Regions from separate parts of the Pan troglodytes genome. Here region 2 is linked to region 1. A link is a contact called in public Hi-C data. All regions are on one chromosome and are shown on one strand. The core of a region is the stretch at or near the end of the contact, and the rest is flanking DNA. Distances in the headings are between cores, read along the strand shown. Region 1 overlaps SLCO2B1 (solute carrier organic anion transporter family member 2B1). Region 2 holds the start of TPBGL (trophoblast glycoprotein like).

Region 1 (6,119 bases), core at 2,838-5,337:
CAGACACACCTCTCTCTATCTTTGCTCGTCCTGTTGTTTTTCCTGCCCATTTCCACCTTGTCCACTTGAGGAAGTCCTGCCTAATCCTTAACACCAGGTCTGATATAACCTCTTGGAAGCCTTCCCTATTGGCCCCAGGAAGAGTCCTTGGCTTCCTCTTCTTCCCTCTCCTGTATGACTACTCATGCTTTTGTTACTGTTTGTCGTCTGTTTACACTGAGAGTTTCCTGAGTAGAGACTGTATCTGACACATGGTTGTGTCCCCAGCAATGCCAGGAGAAGGGCACAGAGCAGACATGTAGGATATGTGTTGCTCATGTGAGTGGTTGAATGAATGAAGGAAGGAAGGGTGAATGAATCCAACCTTGAACCATCACTTCTTGGCCAGCCCTAGAACTGCTGTTTCCCAGGGTAAGCCCATTTGATAGCCAAAGGGGAAGTAGAAGGGAGGGACTGCTCTAGGAGGGAGAAAGAAAATCAATAAAAATGTAAATCTGGTTGAGAAAAGCTGTCCCAAGCTGGCTGTGGGGAGAGATAAGACTGGGCTGGCTGAGCCTTGGCTGACAGTGGAGGAGAGATTGGGGACAACGGAGCTGTGGCCAGGGTAGGGCAAAGGAGGTGTGTTCCTCCCTCTGTTGTCACTTCCCCCTCCGACTCTGATGCTCTATGTGTTTATGAAATTTTTTCAGTGACAGAAGGGGAAGGGAGCTTACAAATCCTGATCATCAGGTGTGGTGCCTGTGAGCATGTACATGATCTTACCCGGTCCTCACAGCTTCTGGGAGATAGGAGCTAGGCATGCTCAACCTCACTTGCAGGTGAGCAAACTGAGGTGCAGAGGTTAAATCATTTGTTCATCGTCACACTGTAATAAGTGGCAGAGTCAATATTTGATCCCAAGCCTGACTCTCTCCACAACTCTATAATCTTTTCACTCCATTAAGGGCTTTTGACTGGGGACCTGGGATGCTTAGGAGGTCTACACCCAGGCATCATATGGTCTTCAACCTCTGAAATCATATGCACAATTGTGTATATGTCTGTGTGTGTGTGTGTTGTTTTATATTTAGTGGAGAGTCTATGCCTTTGATCAGATCCCCAGAGGTGGTTGTCACTTGCCCCCCATTGCCTATACCATGTTGCCTTCCTGGAGTTGGTGGCCTTTGAGCTGGGCCTGGAAGATTGGGTAGGACTTTATGAAGTGGGGATGGAGAGACAAGCTGTGGGATGGGGATGAAGAAGATAACCCAGGTCAGAGGGAACAGCATAAGCAAAGGTATGTGAAGGGGAAAGAATTCAACACCTCCAGGCAATGGTGAGGATGTCGCTGAGTTCTCTTTCACTTATCTGCATGTCAGTCATGACCCCTGGATGCCAGCTCCTGATGGGTCATCTGCCTACCCTAGAACTTCCCAGCATCTAGCATCCCAGACCTTCCCAGAGTCTACAAGAAAAGAAACCTAGGCATCAGGATGTCAGTTCTGGTCTGAGTCCTGTCCTCTGCTGACTTTACACCAGCACAATCTAGCAGGGAGACTTAATGTCTTCTCCTCCCAGCTTCCTGGTACAGTGTAAGAAAGTAAGCTTGCAGATGCAAATGCTTGTGGCTCTTCATTGACCAGAGGCTATATTAGGGGAGAGGACTTCCCTGGGACCCCCACAGGGCCTGGAAAACCCCTCTGGCCCTGACTTGCTCCACCCCTTGGCTCTCGACCCATTTATCTCTTGGGTAACTCCTGAGTCTCCTCACCATGGCCAGTTTGGAAGACTTTAGGCACAAGGACCTCGTCTTTTCCTTCAGATCTTGGCTCAACCAAGAGGCGGACTCACCGTGATGTGAATGCAGCTTGAGCATCCAGGACTCTCCCCAGATCCAGGGAGGGCCTCAGCGATGTGTTCACGTTGTCATATTTTTGTAAAATTTGCAAAGGTAAGATACTTTAACCACAATCAAAATTACTATTTTCTTCCCACTCCAACTTCCCTTGTGTTTCAATTTTCCTTTATATGGGATAATTGGAGTGGCCATGGGCACTTCTGGGATCTGACCAAGGGGAAGCTGAGTGGGGGACTGATTTGAGTTGGGTTCACTGGGATATGTTTATGTGGTTTTCTGAAACAGAGGATATATTAATATTTATGTGGTTCTCTGTGTATAGATAAATCATTGCTAGTAATCTCTGTGTAGAGAATAGCTTCTAGGAATTCTACCCACTGCCCAGCTCACTTGGCATGGTGATACTAAGTTGCCATATGCAGAGGTCATATCGTGATATGAATGTGTGTCATGGCACCCAGCCCAGGAAGTATATGGGCAGTAGACAAGAAACAGGAGAAACCAGGTTTGAAATGTACAGAGCCAGAAGCTAGTCTGTGGAAAATTCTTCTAATCATCAGGGGGAGAAAATGTGTCTCAGAGGTTAAGCAGGGCAGTTAATAAAAGTATTACGCATTTTGGGGGGATTGTGTGATGTATCTGTTTTGATTTCTTTTCTCATTATAGGTAAATATAGGTACCTTGTACCTAATTTTATATTCATAATTTTGTATATTTTTCTTAAAGAGGGCTCCTCAAATTATAAAAGCTTCAGTTCCCACAAGGTCTACACATCCAACCTTGGCTCCATCATTTATTTTCTGTGTGATCTTGGGGAAGTCACTTGTGCTTTCTGAGCCAGTTTCCTCTTCTATAAAATGTGAATGACAATTCGGACAGGTGAGGATTCAGAAATCCTCATGACCTTATTCCATTTTTGAAACCATTAGTAGACGAAGACACTCAAACAAAAATTAGACCAGAATATAAAGATTGGAAAAGATGTAATATACAAGCGATAATGGTGAGCAATGAATCCAGTAAAACTTAAATCTAAGTTAATGGAAATGATGTGGTTGTTGCAAACCTCTAATGCAGTTTATAAAGAAAGAATTTTTGTAATAGAAGAGACATTATGCAAGAACAAATTTAATAGTAAGCCGTATCTATAATTCCAGACTTTTTTTCCCTGCAAAACCTGGGAAACAAGAGGGATGAAGGAATATAAACATCCTAAAAGCCTCATATTGTTGAAGGAGACTTTGAAATTCTTGGCATTGATAGATACATGCTCAGATATTTATTAAACATTTACAGATACCAACCAGCAAAATAAAAAGGGAATTGGAACTTCTGTACCTCCCTTTTCTTTTATCATGTGGGAAAGTCTCAAAGCCCTGGCACTGGGAGCTGCTCAGAAGGCAAGGGCCACATGTGCCCCCAGCTTCCCCCCACCCCCAGCACAGGGCCAGGAAGCCACTGCTGGTGGCTCCCTGTCTGCTGCCTCCCGAGCAGCAGGTCCCAGCGAGGTGGGGTGGTAATAGGTTGGGCTGGGAGCAGATTAGCAAACCCTCTCCTCCCCGCAGGGAAATAACCAGGCCAGATAAGACTAGCCATAAAACAAAACAAGGCCTGATGTAGAAAAGGATTGGATCATAAGACCCGAGCAAGCCATAGCATCACTCATTACACAGAGCTGAGCTTTACTGCTCCCAGCACTACAGTCCTGGGCCTGATGCCAGCCCAGGCATCGGAGAACCAGGTGCCACCCCCAAAAAACAGTGTCACAGAACTAAACATTATCCACACTGCCCCAGGTGACACAGACCCAGGCACCCAAGAGAAAATAGAGAAATTAGGATCCTAGTCACAAAGGTCACAGGGACTTTCGTGGCCCCTGGTCACATGTGTGAAATCTTGGCAATGTGTAGGAATCAGTGAGTGCGCGCTGAGTGTGTGTTTGTCTGAAATTAGAAAATACCCAAGTGTGGGCCTGAGTCTCCCTCCCTACCCCAGGGCCCGGACTTGCCCACCCAGGGCCCTAAGGCAGGTGTTGGGCCTCACCCTCAACCGTGGCTCCCTGAGGGCAAGGGCTAGAATTTCCTGAGATGGAGAGTGAGTCTCCCTGCTTCAGCTAAGGTTTCCTGGGGCCCCCACACAGGCCTCTTGAAGGCCCTGCCAAGTCTGGGTGTCCCACTCCTGAGGCCAGCTCCGTTCTCCCTGTGGGAGTCTACCCAGGGTCCAGCTCAGTGCTCTGCCTCCAGGGGGCGCCAAAGGGACACTTCTTAAAGGCTGTTGGAGTTGGGGAGGAGATCTGAATGTACCCTGACCGCACAGATGGTCACAGCTGAACGAGCCTGAAGGCTGGCAAGTTCATTCCCACCTGACAGGAGATGGCTAAGGCTCAAAGAGGGTGATCCAGGCGAGTGCAGACCTGGGCTGGGGCCCAGCATGGAGGGCAGCCTGGCCCACTATGGCTCACTTTGCTATCCTAGGGCCCCAGGGAAAGGTATACTTCTTTCCACCCAGGAAAGCCTGGCTCCAGGACAGCTGGCTGGCTGGGGGAAGGAGGAAGAAGACCCTCTTGCTCCAGAAATGGCCAACACAGCAAATGCCCAAACAACTCTTTGGTTCAGACTAGCAAGCAAAGGCTGAGAGAGGATCAATGTCTTGCCTGAAGTCACACAGCAATTTAGTGGAGGAGCCAGAATGGAACACAGGGCTCTTGACACTCAATCTTGGGCAAAGGACTCAGAGGAGGTACTGCTGTGGCTGCTACTCTTGGCCAGGTGGGGCCCCAAGACAGCTCACACTCGGGAATCCTCTGGCTTCTTCCCTGGCCCCGACACTAGCAATTGCTGCTCTACAGCAGGGCTGGATCTGCTCTCCTTGGTCCTTGCCTCTTTGTCCTGCTGCCTCAGGACAGCCAAAACTAAGGCAAAGCAGATCACAGAACCTGTTTTGAAGAAGAACTGGAGGCCGATGAACCTGGGGAAAGAATGGGGACCCTTGAACTCAAGAGCTGCCAGGCCAGGGCATGAACGTCAGCAGTCATCACTCATTGTGAAATCAGAGATACTGAGGCCTCAGGGAGACATTGACCTCTGCTGTGGCTCTTCCCTGGAGGAGGGGGAGAGGCTCTGCAGAGGAGCCCTGGGTGGGAGCAGAGGCCTGGCCATCTTCATCGCCCTGTCCTGGACTCTGCTCTGTGGCCTGGGCTGGCCCTGCCTCTCTCCGAGCCCAAGGGCTCAGGGGGCCTGACAAGTGCAATTTTATATTGCACCACCTGCCACAAGAACAAACGGATTCCCTCTCCCCTGTTTAACTATCAAAGCCCTTGTTTGACTTTTCCTTTTCTAGGAAGCCCCCTGTGGACAGTCCCAGCCCACAGGAACTGTGCCCTCCTCACCTCCTCAGAGCTGAAAGTGACCAGCTCCCTGTCCCCAGCCCTGCTAGCAAGTCCTCTCCACATCCATCCCAGGCCAGCCGCCTCTGTGCCTTCAGGTTCCTTTGAGTTCCCCTTTGTACAGATGGGAAGACTGAGCCCCAGACAAGATAAGTCCCATGATGAGGAAGACAGAGCTGGGCCTGAAACCCAGGCCTCCTGTGTCCTAGACAGGGCTTTCTCCCCAGCCCTTCACCCCAAGTCCCTCTCGCAGCATGGCTGCTCCTCTGTTTCTCCCCAAGTTCCTGCATAGACTCTGTGGTCAAGGCCCAGCTCTGCAAGTTATTAGCTGTGTGACCTTGGGCTACTTGCTTTAACTGTCACTTTCCTCATCTATAAAAGGATGGGGGCAGTGTTTAGCTTGAAGGACTGGTGAGCTCAGCACTGAATATATAATTACACCTGTCACCTAGCAGGTAGACTTAAATGAAACCTCCCCTCCCTGCTGGTATCCTGCCTGGGACTCTGAGAGTATTTCCAGCACCCTTCCCACAAGCCATCAAACCAGGTCTCACCGGTTTCGGAGCAGGTCATTATTGTAGTAGCGACAGACAGCTCGACGCCCACAGCTCAGGGCCCAGTGCACACAGGTGGTGTCGATGGCGCTGCCGTGGATCACGGGGCTGGGCATCCAGGCTGAGGGAGGTGGTGCTCAGGGGACAATGAAGGCCCACCGTCCTACCCTGCCCCCTCCCTGGCATGTACAACCCCTCAGGGGCTCTGGGTTACTGGGGCCTCTTGGCTGTCTGGCCCTCAAGCCCGCCCCACCCCTGCATCCGAGGTGGCTTCCTGACGGGCTGTCTAGACTCTGCCTCTATACCCCGCTCTAGGAGAGCTGGGCCAGGTCTGTCACCCCAT
Region 2 (5,572 bases), core at 104-2,603, 36 kb before region 1:
CAGGGCTCGCGGGTGTCTCATCTCCACGGCTTCGGGCCAGGCAAGGGAAGCCCCGAGCCCGGGGGCGCCGCTCAGAGCCCCGAGCCCGGGGAGGTGGCGCGGGAGCCCGCGGGCGCGGCGGGCGCGGGCGCGCGGCGCGGGTCGGCGTCCTGCTCGTAGCGGTAGTGGTAGCCCTCCATCTGGTCCCGGCACGCCTCGCGCAGGTTGCGCATCCAGCGCTGGATGCCGCGGCGGTTTAGGTAGAGCACCATGAGGAAGATGAGGCCGATGAGCGCCAGCACCAGCCCGAAGAACACGTAGGAGGCTTCCAGCTCCGGGCCGGCGGCCTCCGCCTCCTCTCCGCGAGCGTCGGCGTCGCTGTCCGCGCAGCGAAGCCGCGCCCCGTCCAGGTCCAGCAGCGGCCGGTCTAGCAGCGCCCGCGGGGCGGCGCAGCGCAGGCGCCGCGAGTCGGGCACGCGCTCCGTGGCGTTGCGCAGCCAGGCCAGCAGGGGGCGTGCGGCACAGCCGCAGCGCAGGGGGTTGTCGGCGAGCAGCAGGCGCGGCCCGGGGAGGCCGCCATCGCGCTCCAGCGCGCGCAGCTCGTCGGGGTCCAGGCCGGCCAGCGCGTTGAGGCGCACGTCCAGCTGCTCCAGGCGCGCCAGGCGCAGGGCGGCTGGCGGCAGACGGCTCAGCGCGTTGCCCGCTAGGCCCAGCAGGCGAAGCTCGGCCAGCGGTGCCAGCGCAGCGTCCAGCGCGGCCAGCAGCGCGGGGCCGCCGCGCACCAGCGCGTGGTTGAGCTGCAGCGAGCGCAGCGCGGGCAGCCCGCGGAAGGCGCCGCCGCCCAGGGCGCGCAGCGGGTTGTGGCTGAGGTCGAGCGCCGCCAGGCTGGGCAGCCCGTCGAAGGCGCCGTCCTCCACCACCTCGATGTGGTTGTGCGTGAGGCGCAGCGCGCTGAGGAGCGGCAGGCGCACGCCCGCCGCCTGGTCGCCGTCCCCGTCCCCGCCGGCGAAGGCGGCCGCGCGCAGCACCGTCAGGTTGGCGCCTACGATGGTGAGGTTGCGCGCGTCGGGCGGCACGTCCCGCGGAGGCTGGCGGAGCTCGGCTCCCGACGCGCAGCGCAGCAGCAGCTTGGGGCCGCCGAAGCAGTAGCACTGGAAGGGGCAGGGTGCCGCGGGCTGGCTCAGCGCTGCCGCCACGAGCAGCAGCCCCTGGAGCCCCGGCTGTCCCGCGCGCGGGGCCATCGCGGCCGCCCCCGCATCCAGCGCCCGGGCCGCCGCGCTCACCAGTGAGTTGGGAGCGCCTGGTGGGGGGCACGGGTGGGGCGAGTCCTTGACCCGGAGCGGCTGGCAGTCCCGGTCGGTCCGTTCGCTGTCTCGAAAGTCTGAGGAGCCGCACTTACTGGCTGACTGGCCGGGGGCGAGAGGGGTCAGACGGGGAGCGGAGCCCCCCGCCCCCGGTGCCCTCGCCCTGCGCGCCGGCCTCCGGCTTCCGCGGCCGCTCCGGGCTCCGAGCCGAGTGGGCAGGGTTTGCCTCCCCCCTCCCCGCCTCCCGGTCTCGTCCTCCGCCCCCAGCGGAGTCTCCGCGCCCTCCTCGCCGTGGGAGGCGGGGTGGGAGGCTCCCGAGAATCAGGGCTGTCGGCTGCTGCGCTTTCTCTTCATCCTCTCCGCCCCCGCCCCTCCGGGCTGCCGAGAAGTTTGGCTCCTGGAGGCTCCGACTTGGTTTTCCTCCTCCTCCACCCCCAACATTTAAGCTGGGTCCTTCCTCCTCCTTCTCCAGCACGTGTGGGGCGGGGCCCGACTGCGGAGAGCAGGCAGGTGGGTCACCACCAAGGAGAATTCGGGGGTTGGGGAGGACTTTAGAGCTGCTCCTACTACCGGAGGAAGGGATGAGGGGTGGACTGAGAAAGTTACTCATTTTCCGGCCTCTTCCTAAGGCAGAGAGACTGGAAAATCCCCAGTCTCTGCTTCCTCCTCTGCGACCCTAGTTCCATTAGACCTGGCTGTGTCACCACCCCTGCAGGTCCTATGGGACCAGCTTTTTCTCCATCCCATCCCATCCCATTCTCAGGAGAAGTCTGTGGCACCCGCTCCCCTCCCACCCACCAACTCTGGCTGCTCTGCCTCTGCCAGGAGTTCCCCCATGTGGTTTCCTCCACCGAGCTGGGCTTCTCTGCCAAGCACTGTCCTAGGCACAGAGACCCGGGGGTGTAGTGATTCTGCTCTTTGCTTTCACTCCCTGCCCCCAAACCTCTTAAGACTCCTGGGGTTCCGTTGGACACTGTCAACTAGTCCCTCCAGGCTTCTCCGCCTGTGAGTGGGGTTTGGGGCACCAGAGGTTGGGAGAGCAGGAGCAGATTTTGCAGCATGGAGTTGGGGGTCTCAGAAGGGGCCAGGGCTGAGCGGGGTGGGGGGCTGAGCTGTTTACAGATTTGTTTTGTTCTGGATTTTTTTCCCCCCCAGAACTGGGAAGCTCTAAACCTGATTTAAAGAGACAGGCTCCTGAGAAGGGAGGATTCCTGGCCTTAGCATGAATTATTCAGGCTGGAGAGGCTGACACTTGATCCGCAGGCCATTCGGGTATCAGCAGAGCTGGTTGGAATAGAGGCTCCCCCCCTCCTCCCAAGAATCAGTCTCTTTCTCCTGAATTGGGTACGGTTGTTATGTTGACTCCTTCCCTGAGGTTATATTTAACAGATCGACCAAAGGATCAATACCACTTAAGGAGAAGAGGCAGACCCTGCAGTGGCCTGGGTCTTGGGCAAGGACCAACATTAAGGAACAGAGCTGGTGATGATGGGGGTCTCCCAGCTCTCCCCTCCTCCAAGCCCCTCTCTCTTCCCTACCCCCTGTCTTAACTCTCCCAGGTATGAGAGCTCAGATGTGTCTCATGCAAGTCCATGCAGACTCATTCATATGTGGACATAGGATCGTAGGTTTGAGTGCGTCCTGGCATGTGTCCATAAATTCATAAAGACATACATATTTGAATATGCACACTTCTGAGCCCATGCAGGTTCGTGGGTACATTCTCAGAGGGCAAGCTTACAGGCCCATGCTTAAGCCATGCCAAGCACAGGGACCCAGAGATTGGCTAGCACAGTCAGACCCTACTCCTCCTGCCCTGCACCATGCCCTTGGTCTGTGGAGGTAACAGGCTGGTGATGTCTTTTCTCACATGGGCACACGTGCTCAAGTAGATGCCACTGGAGCTGGGCCCCCAGCTATAGCACTCCCCTAAACCCCGGCCCACACAGCAACATGCCCCAGCTCTGACATCTCCCCTGGTAGGAGGCACTAGGTCGTTTTCACTTTTGTGTTTCCAGTATAGAGACTATCTCAGCAGAGTGTGTGGTGCAAATGACAGACTGAATGAACAGAAGTCTGTGTTTCCTTGTCTGCGTCCAGTCCCTGAGGAATCAGACCACTACCAAGGCTGGAACTCCTTCCCCAGGCCCCCGTGGTGGCTGGCCTCAGATTGGCTGATGCCCCCCTCCCCTGCTGCCCCCCAGGAAAGGAGCTGCAGGACCACAGGCAGCCTTGATTGGGGGGGTGCTCAACACCTCATTTGGGGAAATGAGGCCTGGAGAGAATTTAGAATCATCAGGTGCCAGAGAATAAGGCAAATGTCCTCTGTTTTGCACAAATGGGGAAATAGGCCAGAGGGGCCCCACGGCCCCTGTCAAGGTTTCAGAGTTTAGCCTAGAAACCTGGCCCCAGGGTCCTTGCCCAGGACTCTGTCCAAGATGGTGGGCTGCATCTGAGAGGGTCCTGCACCACAAGGAATGCTTATCCTGACCCCAAGAAGCTGAGGCTGGGAATGGATGCCATGGTTGATCTGGTGTGACCTCAGGCCTTTCTCAATCTTGGGCTGTCACCTTCCTCTTCTATAAGGTAGATAGGCTTTAAATTCCTGTTCTTCCTATTCCTCTCAGGGCTGTTATGATAAAGTGAATTGAAAGTGCCTCAAAACAAGAAAAAACATTTCACCTGGGTCTGGGGGCCTAGCACCCGTCCTGCCAGACCCTGGGTAAGGCATTGCCCCTCTCTGGGACTAATTAGCTCCCATGTCATTTTTCCCTGTTCCATGTTCTTTCCTTCTCCAACACAGCAGATTTGTGGTGGATGTTAATGAGTCTCTGCTTGTCTCTCTGTATGGCCTTTACTCAGCCTCCTCTCCTCTCTTCCCACTTTGTAAAGGTGCTTCCCGTCTAAATTCTCCTGGAACCAATTTCTCTCTGTCCAAGTTCCCCAAGGAATCAAGTCTGCGAGCCATTGGGGCTGAGGGATCTCTGTTCTTTGGAGGAACAGCGCTCTCCATCTTAGATTTGCCAGTGTTCAGTATGCATTAAGTATTCAATAAATGTGTGTCCACTTGAGTCTGAGGCTGTGTGTTTATTCTCTGATGCATCTGGTGGAAGTCTCTTTTCTTGGACTGTTTGCCCCAGCTGGGGTGCTCTCCTCTTGATTCTGTTTCTCCAGTCCAGTCAGCTGTCCCTCAGGACTTGTGAGTTTTGCCCCCTTCAGGGAGCCCTCATGGCTTCCCTCTCCATCCTTTGAACTTCACTGATCAATTAGAGGGCTAAGACTCCCCTGATCTTCTTGACTGTCAGCAGCTGGGGCTCAGGTCTGGTCTAATTTCTTAGGGATCAGTACAGAGAAGGCACCAGGGAATATTTGCTGACTGAAATAATGATTTAAATATCTGTGACTCGAGCCTCTCATCCCTATGAGGCAAGCTCGGTGAGGACCCCTCATCTACACTTCATACCAGGAGATAGCTGCTCAGAAATGTTAAGTGCTTTCCCCAAGGTTGCACACCTCACTGGGACCTGAGCCAGATAGAAGCTCGGGTTTCTTGCCCATCTCCTTTGCCGCAGCCCCCCCTCATCCTAGGATCCCTCTCTCCTGGGAGTGTGGCTGGGTCAGATCCCAGGGGAGCCTGTGGGCAAAGAGCTCACGCCCTCAGGGTTTCCTTAGGACTCGGAAGAAGCGAAGCACCCCTCGCCACCCAAGCAGAGTGATCATCTGCCCTGTGCCCAGATGAGTACCCCTCATGTCAGCCACACTGGATCTTCACGCTTGCTTGAATTTATTACTCCACTAGGTCCCAGAGCCCCTCTCTTAGTATTCCAAGGTGTTGTCTCTACCTGAGCCTCTAGTGCCTTCACTGGGCCTTTTCTGCTGGCACAGACCCTGCTGTTGGTCAGCTCCACTAAGCCTTGGTAGGGAGCACAGAGTGTGATGACGTCCCTGAGATCACCCAGCAGGTAGCCCCTTCTCCAGCTCTGTTTTGTCATCAGAGGTGTGTCAATATTATTAAAGTCCTTGGACACACCTCAGTTTCCCTGTCTGCAAAAAAGTGTGTGTGGATGGGATGGTCCTGGGGGGCCTCGTAGTCTTGTGCCCCTTGGCTTTTTAGGGATGGGGGTCAGGGAGGGGAAGGTCATACTGGGATTTGCCCAAGTTGGTGCCCCCACCTTCTCAATATATGACCTTGAACTTGGTACCACCCCAATTAAGGCCTTGGTTACCCGACTAGAAAATGGTAGGGGTGGCTGGGTGTGGTGCCTCATGCCTGTAATCCCAGCACTTTG

What was found. Hi-C and Micro-C count contacts between places; a contact is called where the count stands out from the background.
Region 2: a contact with region 1 is called in a Hi-C map of induced pluripotent stem cells, with 1.7 times the contacts expected there. The contact joins the promoter of TPBGL here to the enhancer-like site in region 1. A contact is called at or near these places in 2 of 7 Hi-C or Micro-C datasets (induced pluripotent stem cells and stem cell-derived neural progenitor cells) and 1 of 1 datasets of contacts at active chromatin or transcription factors (stem cell-derived excitatory neurons).

The regions. Positions count from the first base shown.
Region 1 is chr9:77,228,824-77,234,942 of NHGRI_mPanTro3-v2.0_pri, reverse strand. SLCO2B1 (solute carrier organic anion transporter family member 2B1) reads right to left here. Exons shown (of 14, transcript XM_016921614.4): 13 at 5,777-5,897; 14 at 2,804-4,804. The coding sequence ends at 4,624. Among named protein-coding and RNA genes, the nearest start is that of TPBGL, 35 kb to the left of the region's middle. Within about 2 kb of position 4,087, at least 1 of the 24 cell types and tissues checked has an H3K27ac peak or open chromatin away from gene starts, as enhancers often do. A contact at or near this core is called in induced pluripotent stem cells, where this site is marked.
Region 2 is chr9:77,262,165-77,267,736 of NHGRI_mPanTro3-v2.0_pri, reverse strand. It overlaps TPBGL (trophoblast glycoprotein like), which reads right to left and starts at 1,353. Exons shown (of 1, transcript XM_522111.8): 1 at 1-1,353. The coding sequence starts at 1,220. The coding sequence ends at 72.